Regions from separate parts of the Mus musculus genome. Here region 2 is linked to region 1. Evidence: chromatin contacts called from public Hi-C data. All regions are on one chromosome and are shown on one strand. The core of a region is the stretch at or near the end of the contact, and the rest is flanking DNA. Distances in the headings are between cores, read along the strand shown. Region 1 overlaps Fam78b (family with sequence similarity 78, member B). Region 2 has its middle 45 kb from the start of Gm46170.

Evidence for each region. Hi-C and Micro-C count contacts between places; a contact is called where the count stands out from the background.
Region 2: a Hi-C map of cerebellum shows a contact between it and region 1, with 2.6 times the contacts expected there. The contact joins two enhancer-like sites. A contact is called at or near these places in 7 of 484 Hi-C or Micro-C datasets (cerebellum, cerebral cortex, cortical neurons and 3 more), 2 of 115 datasets of contacts at active chromatin or transcription factors (differentiating embryonic stem cells and large pre-B cells) and 1 of 9 other capture datasets (embryonic stem cells).

The regions. Positions count from the first base shown.
Region 1 is chr1:167,066,534-167,072,460 of GRCm38.p6, forward strand. The region is part of intron 1 of Fam78b (family with sequence similarity 78, member B); the gene reads left to right. Among named protein-coding and RNA genes, the nearest start is that of Gm33610, 36 kb to the right of the region's middle. Within about 2 kb of position 3,443, at least 18 of the 459 cell types and tissues checked have an H3K27ac peak or open chromatin away from gene starts, as enhancers often do. A contact at or near this core is called in cerebellum and cerebral cortex, where this site is marked.
Region 2 is chr1:167,218,411-167,224,337 of GRCm38.p6, forward strand. It overlaps a transcript of Uck2 not described here. Among named protein-coding and RNA genes, the nearest start is that of Gm46170, 45 kb to the right of the region's middle. Within about 2 kb of position 2,356, at least 28 of the 459 cell types and tissues checked have an H3K27ac peak or open chromatin away from gene starts, as enhancers often do. A contact at or near this core is called in cerebellum and cerebral cortex, where this site is marked.

The DNA of each region.
Region 1 (5,927 bases), core at 2,193-4,692:
ATGTGGTGCCGGTTAAACACCCCCGAATAATCTTGCAGCCTCGCTTCCCTTCACAGTTTAGAGATTGCCTTGTGAAGCCCTCTGTCCCCGTGTGTATGTGTGTCAGTGTGGGCCCAGCACTGCCCATTGTAAACGAGTACCCACTCTGTGTGCTGGTAGGACATTTCCACAATTCTGCCCTCAGGGCACACACAGCTATGAGCACCCTACTAGCTCCTGCCCAGGCTGAGCTGCAGCTGGTAACCGCTCACATCTGTGGCCCTGCCCAGCAAGCAGTGAGATGCTGCATGCTGAGAAAATCAAGTGGAAAGTTGGTGAAAACAAGCAAGCCTGTTTTTTTTTTTTAAATCTCTGCCACTAGACCATGCCCCACCCTCTGCCTCCATCCTTCTGTTTTCCCATGCCTGCCTCCTCCCTCTGTTCAGCATCCATGAACCTGGTCCCTGCCCATACCCTTCCCTCCCTCCTGGGTGCTATTTGGCCAGAACTGGATCTCTTTCCATCTGCCCACTTTGATACCAGTGAAACAAGTCAGTGTCCCCAGCAGCCTGCCAGTAAGTGGCACTGGCAGATCCTAATCCTCTGGCACCGCATCCTCCCCTCAGCGTGCCTCAGCCCTGATGTCACCAGTGCTTGGGGAACGGTGTGGAGAGGATAAGGGTAGAGGACCCAGGCTTGTACTCGCTGTGACAGCCATATACCGACTGAAGAGTGTGCACTGGAGCTGCGGAGTCGATGCCAGGCCCCTCCCACCTCTGCGACGTCCTTGCTGTGTGACATTATTGAGTGATTTGCCTGAGTCTCAGCTTCCGCATGAAATAACCAAAACAACACGCCTGCTGGAAGGTCGCTGTGTGGATCGTTTAGTAGACTGCTTGGCATCCAGTAAATACTGGTAGTGGTAATATCTTAATATCTGACTTTTGAGGGTCCTGCCCTCTGTCTGCCCTGAGCATCTCTAACTTAGTCACCACAGCTATTTTGCTCTGTGGTTCTCTTGGCCTTGTTCTTATGCCAACAAACAGACTTCTCTGAGTTTGACTTTATTTCTTGGCTTCCAGACGTTGGAAGTCTGCTAGACCACTGAGGCCAAGAGGCCTCAGCCTACACTGGTCAACCTCCAAGTCCTCAGATCTTGTCCTTCCTTCCTCAGGCCCACCCTTGGCTTGGAGACCCAGACCCCGGGGTTTGCCAGGCTGTGTTCTGGTTCCTCAGACTTTTTGTCTATTCTCTCCCCAACTCTGTTTGCCCCAGATATTTCTCTTGGTTTATTCTGGCCATTCTTGTCTTGTCCATAGGGCTGGCTAAAGAAGGCAGGCAGGAGTACAGGGGGGCATCACCTCTCTTCCCAATGCTATGGAGCACCTAGGAAATCCATGAGCCTCTTGTAAGATATGATCAGAGGAGCTGGGTTTAACATGGTCACTCCCCCCCACCCGGATCACTAATGTTCCAATAGCCACCAAAGCAGGAGAAGGGTGATAGCACTGTCTGGCCCTAGTGGGGCCTAGTGCCCCTGCTCCCCTGCTGCCACCTGTGGGCCCAGGAAACTGTTCTTCTTCATTCACCTGGTAAATGTCTGATGCCTCTTTGTATCTTGGAGATTTGACAACTGTCTCTTCATCAGTATGTTCTTGACCTTGAAGATGTGTTCTCCTTAATCAGACAAGTGGAAAATCACAACAACTTCTGGGCCGACTAATCTGAAGGGGGTGGAGGGGGACCTGTCCTGACCTCAGCTTTTAAAGCTAACACAAGTTTAGGTCCAGATTTCAAGGCTTCACAGAGTGGTTCCCCTTCACTCAAGGGCTGCCCACCCCCATCCCCTGCACAGCTGACCATTCTCACTGTTCATTGTCACCAACAGATGACTGATACCATTGCACTCGACCACAGAAATCTAGCCTCACCTTTATAAATAGCTATAACTGCAGGTGCTCTGTGGCAATGAGATTGCAGACCCAGACTGCGTCAGCAAACTACTATGAGGTTGGGGTAAATGGGGAGATCCCACAATGTCCATCTCTAAGGCCCCACTGGAAGGTTTCACACTAGGAATCCCACTTGGCTGGTGTACATGCAAATAAATGAGCTACATTTCCTCCCAGCTAGTGACAGGGCACAAGGAGAGGAGGAAGAAGAGGAGGAAGAGGAGGAGGAGAAGGAGGGGGGTGCAAAGAGACTGAGTGTCACAGTTAGGAGCTATGGAATCCTAGATTTTGGCAGGGACTCTAGTTGAAGCTTGGCTTTGAGGATGGATCCAGGTAGTGTACAGGCAGGAGTGGAACCTCCTTCTACCAGTTTGCACATGGAGAAGCTATCAGAGTTCAGAGCCCCAGCATCTTCTCAGCCACAGATAATGCAGGACACTCTGAAGGAACCAGAAGCCTGGAGAGGACCGTGAATAGACACTGGGCCCCTAGTGACCCTAGAGCCAGAAGAACCAGGTATATGTAATCTTCGCTTATGAAATACACAGCTCATCTCTTGGGGACAGACATGATGTCTCTTTGTTTGAAGGCACATCCCTTTATGGTCCTCAGAACCCAACTCTATCAGTACAAAGACCCAAGTCTTGAGTCAAAGTATAGAGATACAGCCCAAGGTCTACCTACTCGGGAATGTATTCTGCCCTCTTGGTTGGGCACATAAGAAAATTCAAAATGAAAGAGCTTGCAAGGTAATTGGAACTCAGTCGTCTCTCAGAAAGATACGAACAGCCTCTGTTCATATAATTTCTGCTAGTCATCTTTACCCTGTAAGGTGTTTATGCTCTGTGCATGTGTGTGAGTGTGTGTGAGTGTGAGTGTGTGTGTGTGTGTGTGTGTGTGTGTGTGTTTAGGTCTTCTGTGTGGTGCATGTGCGCGTGCCAGTGTGTGTTTTCTAGATCTTCCGTGTCACAAGGTAAACATAATGTTGGAACAAAGTAAGTGCTCACCAAAAACTTTGTGAAAAGAATTTGGAAAACTGTGTTCTCTTGGAGTTGTGCCATGATTTGGCATTTCTCTATTTCAGTGTCCCCACTGAATAAGTGAAATTTGGCTGCTTACCCTCCTGTCACCTCCTCAGGATGAAAGTGAAATAAATAGTGCAATCCCATCTGCATAAGGGGAGGAAAATTCCCTTGGAGGATTCTCAGGCCCCGGTTGCTCAACCTTGGTTTGAAAAGAGCAATCTGCATAACAGCACCTGAAAAGCAGCTGTAATGCACCAAGCACTGCTTCCTCTTGGTCCACATAGCAGCCGAGCAGGAACATTAGGGAGAGCCATCTGTTCCATCACCCTATGGGCCGTGATCTCCGTGAGAATGGGGGGGGGGGGGAGCTCCTTGCCTGCCACTAGGCTTTGTGCCCATTAAGGGACTAAAAGGGCTTGTGTGGCCTGCGGGCACAATCCTTGGAGGAGACACCCACTGGGTCTTGCAGAACTGCTCTGCAGGTATGACTAAACACCCTTCTGTGTGCAGGCTGCCAGCTTGCGCAGCCATGGGAATGGAAAAGACACTCTGCTCCAGGAAGCTGAGAACTCGAGTCAGCGGCAAACCATCCTCAGACGTGACCCAGAAAACTGGCCTCCCACCTGAGGTCTCGGGGCTGTCAAGTAGAGAAGTCCGCAGAGATTTCTGGGTCCCAGGCGGGATAACTGACCTGGAGGTGGTGGTGAAAGATAGGCACATCCCAAGGTGTCATGGTGCTAGTGAATCTATCGTGAGGCTGGGAAATGAGAGAAATCTCCACTTAAAGATAAGGCCTCTGCCAGGACTCAGGAACCTTGGGGAACATGGGAAATTTTCTTTTCTCTGCGATAGAAGCTGGGGGGAGGGGAGGGGAGGGGGGGTAATATGTCTGCCTGTGTGCCAAAGAGAAGCGGATGTGGTCAGAAAGGAAGGAGGTGGAGCGGAGGTGGGTGGGTAGTGTTTACAGGCTTCTCAGAGTCTGACATAAACAATGCAGAACTAGGAAAGATCCTAATTTTAAAACCTACTCTGCAATCATGGTGCAAACCAGCCGAAGACTGGGCCATGGGCCAGGGCCAGGGCCAGGGCTGGGAACTGGTGGCTGAGAAGCTGGGTGGCTGCTTAGAGACAGTGAGATTTGTGACTCGTGAGGTGACACGCAGGGCCTTGGCTTCCAACCCTCCTCAGCCACCTCTGTCACAGCTCTCTCCCCAGCCCTGAGCCCAGCTCTCACCTGCTCCATACCTCTCTTTTCTTCAGCTACCTGATGAGGACCAAGGCAGATCCTGTCAGGGTGGGGTTTAGAGGGAGAAGTGCAACAGAACCTGAAATGACAGAGAACCTGAAGCTCCTGGAAAGAGCGCACGTCACTCTCTTCAGTACTGATATAGGGAAGCTTGAGTTCTCAGAGTAGGTGCCATGCTTTCCCAGAATGCTAATTCCTTAGACTCTACTAATGACAATTAAGAGCGAAGATCTGAGGCTCTTTCCCACCCTCTAAGTTCAGCACAGTTAACTTGGCAACCGGTATCCCTTTAAAGAGTAGGCTCAATCCAGCGGTTAGACCACAGACTCTCAGTGTAGTATCAGTAGTGAGGATGTTGCAGTCAGCTATGATGGGGTGACACTGTCAGGACTGATCATCAGCCCCACAAGGAGAACTGGATGGTGGAGGTTCTCTGCTCTGCCTGTATTAACCCTTGAAGTTGATGGATTTTGAAGAGAGGAGGCTTGGAGAAACCTAGGTAGCCAGGGTGACGGCCCTGTGGGGAGGAGAGACTGTCTAATAGCTATTCCTCAACGTCTCCATGTTGTGATGCCAACATAGTCATGGCAGTGTGTATCAGTGTCCTCCATGACCACTACTCTGATCTCTCAGGAGTCCAGGGCCATTTAGTACCAAGGATGCACTGTGAGAAAGCAAGCGGTATAGAATCAGACCTCTGTTCTGGCACTCAGGCCTGACCCTCCCGAGCTGGATGACTTTGAGCAAGTTTCCTGTCTAACAACACTGCCCAGCCCCCACCCCCATGGCCTCACCGGATTGGGAAGAGGAGAGTGGGCCCTTCTCAGAGAGGATGCTCATTCCAACCCCCCACTCACACTGGGAACGCTGGCCAGGTCAAAGAGCAGGTGCACCTTAAGTCAGAGAGAGCTCGTTTGAATGAAATGACCAGCATGAGCGGTGTGGCTGAGATCCGGCTCTTCTAAAAGGGAGGTGGAAAGCGTGAAGGTTGCAATAATCGATGCTTTCATTATTAGGCCCATTGGCAGGTGCATTAGCTGTGAGCTTTGGGTCAATGGCTGATTGTTTAAAACGAAAACACTGTTTATCACAGTGAGGAGAAAGGTGGTGGGGGAAAGCAGAGATAACTAATGTTTGCAGGGAATGGTATAAGTTACAGAGCGTTTGCTCATACACCAACACTTTGTTTTACCCTCGAGATAACTCAGATGAAGAGATGCTCAGAACAGACAAGTAGACCAATGGAATAGAATTGAAGACCCAGAAATGAACCCACACACCTATGGTCACTTGATCTTCGACAAGGAAACTCAAGAAGAATGAAGACTGAAGTGTGGACACTATGCCCCTCCTTAGAATTGGGAACAAAACACCCATGGAAGGAGTTACAGAGACAAAGTTTGGAGCTGAGATGAAAGGATGGACCATGTAGAGACTGCCATATCCAGGGATCCACCCCATAATCAGCATCCAAACGCTGACACCATTGCATACACTAGCAAGATTTTATCAAAAGGACCCAGATGTAGCTGTCTCTTGTGAGACTATGCCGGGGCCTAGCAAACACAGAAGTGGATGCTCACAGTCAGCTAATGGATGGATCACAGGGCTCCCAATGGAGGAGCTAGAGAAAGTAGCCAAGGAGCTAAAGGGATCTGCAACCCTATAGGCGGAACAACATTATGAACTAACCAGTACCCCGGAGCTCTTGACTCTAGCTGCATA
Region 2 (5,927 bases), core at 1,106-3,605, 150 kb after region 1:
GTGTTTGTTACCATTGGTGCCTCACTGCGAAGACATTAGGTCTGATGACAATGTGACAAACTGACCTGAAGTAGTCCTCATGACACTTGCTGGTTCATAGGCATAGCCTGTCACCCAGCCGATACTGGCTTGGCTTGAGTCCCTCCTCTGTCTGTTTGACTCAACTGTGAGGGTCAGTGCCAATAATCATCAACCTGACTGACTCTAACTTCACCTGGGAGAAGCAGACCTCTGGGCATGCCTGTGGGGGATTAGCTTGATCATGTTAACTGAAATGGGGAGCCACTGTCCACTGTGGGTGGCGCCATTCCCTGGCTTAGGTACTGGATTGTCTAAGTAGAGAAAGAAGCTGAGCAGTTACCTGCATCTGTTGCCCTCACCTTCCTGGTTGTGGATGCCCCTACAACCTTGCCTTCCCCACAGTGGACTTTGCCCTTTGACAGTGAGCTGAGGTAAAACCTTTGTTTCCTTTAGGTTTCTTTTGCCAGGGTATTCTTATCACAGCAACGGGGGAAGAAAACAAGCAATACTTTGGTCTGAGCTAAACTCAATCAATTTTTAGTACCACCAAGGCTAGCTGCATAGTGAACTGAACTGAGCAGCACACTCACTCATTATCCTTTCATTGTTCCTAAATCACATTGTGTCTGTCACCTTATGTGACCTACTAAGCCACTAAATTGATAAAGATGGAGGCCATACTCTCAGTTCTCAGAGAACTAGGGAGGCTGGTACCCTGCCAGCAGTCTACACAGTCCCAAAACCGATGGGAGGTTATGGCCAAAAGCAGGTTCCAGTCATGTAAGGCACCATGGGACTTTCTCTAGTTAGTACCTTGTTCCAATGGAACTCTGGTGGGCCATGTTGGATGCTCAGTGATGCAGACACACTCCCTGCTCTCCAGGAACTGTTGTGCAAAACAGAGCTGGTGTGGGGTGGCATCTATGGAGACAAGTGGCATCTCCCCACGGTCTGCTTTTAACTGAAAGAATGAAAGGACTCCAGTGGCTCCTTCTCTCTTCCCTTAATTGCAGTGAATTTTACCTTTCCAGTCCCCATCTGCAATGCTTGGGACATGTCTGGGAGAGGCAGCATTACAAGTGCTAGGAACACCAGGGTGTGAGGGTCCCTATGGGTAAAAATGCACAAGGTAGGTCCTGGGGTTCCAACCCTCCCTGTAGAGCTGATCCACCTCACCCCAACAACCTGTTATCACTGATCCTCTTCCAGGTCTACAGGCTCAGAGTTCTCAGGGTAGATCCCAGTGATGCTTTTAAAATAATAATAACCACACACATGTGCACACATGCACATAGACAGCTGATGATAGCAGCCTGTAAAAACTACTGTAGTAGAAACAGCTGTAGCCTTGGGGCTGGGGAGGTGGCCATACAAGCATGAGGGCCTGAATGCAGTCCCAGAATCCTCTGGATCCTACAGCACACATCCATTTCGTGGGCAGGGACATGCCACCTTACAGAACCTGTGGTCTCTAGCCACATGAGAGAAACCCCTCTAAAATAAATAAATAAATGGTATAGGATGACGTGATGATACACACCTAATAAATAAATAAATAAATGGTATAGGATGACGTGATGATACACACCTTTAACCCCAGCACCCAAGAAGGCAGGAGGCAGGTCTCTGTGAGTTAGAGACCAGCCTGGTCTACATAGTGGGATATTATCAATAATAATAATAATAGAAGAAGAAGAAGAAGAAGAAGAAGAAGAAGAAGAAGAAGAAGAAGAAGAAGAAGAAGAAGAAGAGGAGGAGGAGGAGGAGGAGGAGGAGGAGGAGGAGGAAGAGGAAGAGGGGAAGAGGAAGAAGAAGAAGAAGAAGAAGAAGAAGAAGAAGAAGAAGAAGAAGAAGAAGAAGAAGAAGAAGAAGAGGAGGAGGAGGAGGAGGAGGAGAGGAAGAAGAGGAAGAAGAGAAAGAAGAAGAAGAGGAGAAGAAGAAAGGAAGAAGAAGAAGAGGAGGAGGAGGAGGAGGAGGAAGAGGAAGAAGAGAGTGATTGAGGAAGACACTTGACAACTTCTAGCCTACACACACACATATACACTCACACCTACACACCCATCCACACACACATCCACACTCCCTCCCCCCATCCCAATCCACTCACAATTGTTGCCATGGAGAAATTAAGGGAGTTAGTTTCTATGTGCTCTAGTGGAGGCTTAAATATTTTTTTAAAGTCATATTAGTAGTTAATACTTTTAATAGCACCTGAGTATACATCTCTTAAATATCAATAGCCAGTCAAATGGCTGTCCAGGAACTGAAGCCACCCACTCCTGCTGCCGTCTGAATCCCCACCACTAGATGGCAGACACACACCAGACTTCCTGTCATTTAGGTTAGACCTTTGCAGCAGCTGAATTCAGTTTTCCAGTGATCCCGGAGAACCAGCACATTTCTTAGCATCCTTCACAGGTTTGGTTTGCTTTTTGGAGGGGTGTTTGTCTGTCTGTCTGTCTGTCTGTCTGTCTGTCTGTTTAAGTATGAGTGAACACATAACAAACACAGGAAAAATCTAGTGTGATTTTACAATGGAGGCCGTTTACTTCAGAGGAAGCAGATGGCACTGGGAGGGCTCCTCTGAAATGCACACGTGTGATGAGCATCCCGTCCAGGCAGGGGAGCTGTCACCAGGTGCTGGCTTGCCCCAGCCAGGACAGTCAGAACTCAACACACAAGTCCTTGGAGCCACTGAATCCAAACAGTACAAGTCAGGGCCCAGGGTAGATGTGGTGTTTACATAGAGGGTAGTTTTATGTTCCTAAGATGTATATACCAGGGCTTAGTCCTGTCTCTAATGGGTTCCCATGTTATTTTAGCTCATGGTTTATTGAAATATGTATGTAAGTATACACGCAAGACTAGGGTAACAGCTAGCTCATAGTTTCGGTTTTGCAATGTTGGGGATTGAGCCTGGACCTCTTGCTTATGCTAGGCAGGTGCTTTGGTACCAAGAAACATCCCCAGTCGAGAAAATGACCTCTTAAATTGTTCTCTTTGTGGTGGCGAAGGGGCGATTGGGAGGGATTTTTCTGAGATAGGGTCTTTGTATGTGACCCAAGATGACTTCAAATTTGTCATCTTGCCTCAGCTTAATATTGGGGTCACAGGTATGTGCCATTAACTTAAACTTTAGATCCGCCTTAAAGCACCTAAACACCCCCAGCATATCGTGAAGGAATCCACCTACCCTAGTCTCTTGAAGCCTACAATGCCATGTTCCAAGACCCTCTCTCTACTCCTTGTATTGAAGCCATTGTCTGCAAGCCAGCCCATTGATGGCTTCATTAAAGCAATGTTAATCTGGAGCTAAAACTGGGAGACTCACAACTACCTGTGACTTCAATTCCATGGCATCTGATGCCCTCTTTTGGCCTGAGGATACCATGCAAACAAGCGGTACCGATATACCATGAAGGCAAAACAGCCATACACATAGAAAGAATTAAGAGCAGCATCACTGCCCTGCCTCACCAGCAAAACCACCCTAGGGAAAGAGGGGACACTGCTGAGGCTCCTATCCAGAGGCCTGCCTAGTTCCAGGGTTAGCAAAAAGCAAGCATCTGGAAAGACAGGATGAGAAGTAGAGATGAAGGGAAGCTAAGACATGGGAACTGTCAGGAACGACAAAGAGCAAAAGCCAGTTGTGTGAAAGGCCCTGGATGTAGGTCTTTTAAAAACAGGAATAAGCTGGATGTGATTGTGTGTGCCTTTAATCCCAGCACTTGGGAGGCTGAGGCAGGTGGATCTCTCTGAGTTCAGAGGCCATTCTGGTCAACATGGCACAGGGCTATATAGCAAGACTCTTACCTCAAAGAACCAATCAATCAATCAATAAATAATCAAGCAAGAATAGAAAGGCTGGAGCGATGCCTCAGTAGTTCAGAGCACTTACTGCTCTTTCAGAGGATCCAGGTTTGGGTCCCAGCACCCACATGGTGCCTCACTCCAACACTTTGTGCGTTGCATGCACATATATAGTACACATACATACATACATGCACATGTATGTTTTAAAAGTACACACATATACCTTCATTCACATCATAGTGAGTTGTCATTAATGTAAGCTTCCTTACACATGCCCCACCCCGCTACCTTCCCTCCCCCGACCCCACCCCTAGCTCACTCCACCTAGGTTTAGTTCTCCTTTTCAACAGAGAGAAGTGGGTAGGTCTGGAAGGCGGCAGAGGCTACACAAAGGACATCAGTGAGAACAGTGTCAGCGTTCCTAGAACCTCAGCCTCCCAGAAACCATGTGATAGGGAGTGCAAGGTAACTAACCCTGGGAGAGCCCTGGGAGTCTGTCCCACACACATCCCAAGACCAGGACAGGAGGCAGGCTAAGCACCCCTGCTTCCTCCAGAAATGCAAGGCCCAGCCCTCCCTCCGCCCAATTCTCACAGCAGGCTTCGGAGACTGCTGCTAACCAGGCACCCACAAAGGAGTGAAGAGTTGAATTCATTGTTTTTATTTGTCTTTATTTACAGCCAAGTACATAGGGTGTGGTCATTTCATAGCACGAACAAAGGCAGGGCAGTAAAAAGCAAAGACGGGAAGAGGCAGCATCTTCCAGGGAAAGAACAGCCTAGGTCTCTAGCCACCCAACCTTGCTCTGGAGGCAGGGCTGGGTAGGAACTCACTGCCCGAGAGAAACAGGACTCCGCTGCTGAAACTCGGTCACCTGTGGCTGGCACCGTGAGAACACAGCAGGACCAGAGCCAGAATCTTAAAAGGGACTTGTATACACTACTAGATGCATCCAATTGTGCCTTTCCAACCTGCCCTCTTCCTTGTCCTGACACAAAGAGCATACAGCAATGGCCCAGAGGAAAATATGAACGGCAAAGGAGACAGAGAAGGCCAGCTGGTCCTTCGAAGAAAGCAAGGGCCTGCATGTACCAGGGGCTGACCCCAGCCTCAGGAAATCAGCCCTTTCTTTGGACTCTTGGACATGAACAACACAGGTTCCAAGGGCAGTGAAAAACATTTCCCTGCCAGAGACTGCATTCCTCTGCAGCAGTGGGGGCTTTGAGGCCAAGGTTGATCCGGTCTCCACTTTTGACTACTCAGGGGCACTGACCCAGCGGCCTCCCAAGAGACTCACCCTGGAGAGAGCGAGCTGGAGCCAACTTCCCCCACGGTCTGAGTAGTCACCGCTAAGTGTTCGTTCGGAGACAGGTGACTTGGCCACTGCCCTAGCCCCAAGGCATGAACCTGCTTCACTCCCTTCCCCAGGCCTACTCTACCCAAGCTAGATCAGATGCCTATCTTTTTCAGCCTCGGGTTATCCAAAGAGAAGTCAGGGGGGCGGGGGGGGGGGGGGTTGTATTACCATGATGAGGTGTAAGGCTGGACCTTCCTGTGACACAAGACTCAGAATTTTCGTTTCCTAAACACTCAGGCCAAAGACGTCTGTGAACGGGTGGGGGAAGCAAGCACCATTGGGTGGCTCTGAAGTGGAAGGATCTATGCACCTGTGTTCAAGGTTGTGCAGCTCTGCCCAGCTCGGCTTCCTCTCTAGAACAGCTCTGAGTCCCCAGATGACAAATGCCATGGCTTCAAGATCCCTTTACCTCCCTACTCGACAATGGAATGGCAAAACCAAAACCTCAAGGCTCAGACCACAATGTTTCCCGTAGAGAAGGTTCAAATGCACAATTGGCCAAAAAGCTGGGCGGCGGTCTGGAAACAGTACAGCGTCCAGCCCTTCCCTATACCCAGCAAATACTGCTTCTAGCCAATCCAGAACTTCCCACGGAGATAGGGGTAAGGTGGTCCTACAGCGGTGTCCAAGCTGCAACAAGTGGGCTGCTCAGAGGTTTCGGAGGCTTGGTCCCAACACCATGGGTAGATGAGGGAGCAGCTAATAAAGGCTCAGAGATGGGAAGAATCCCTTTTCC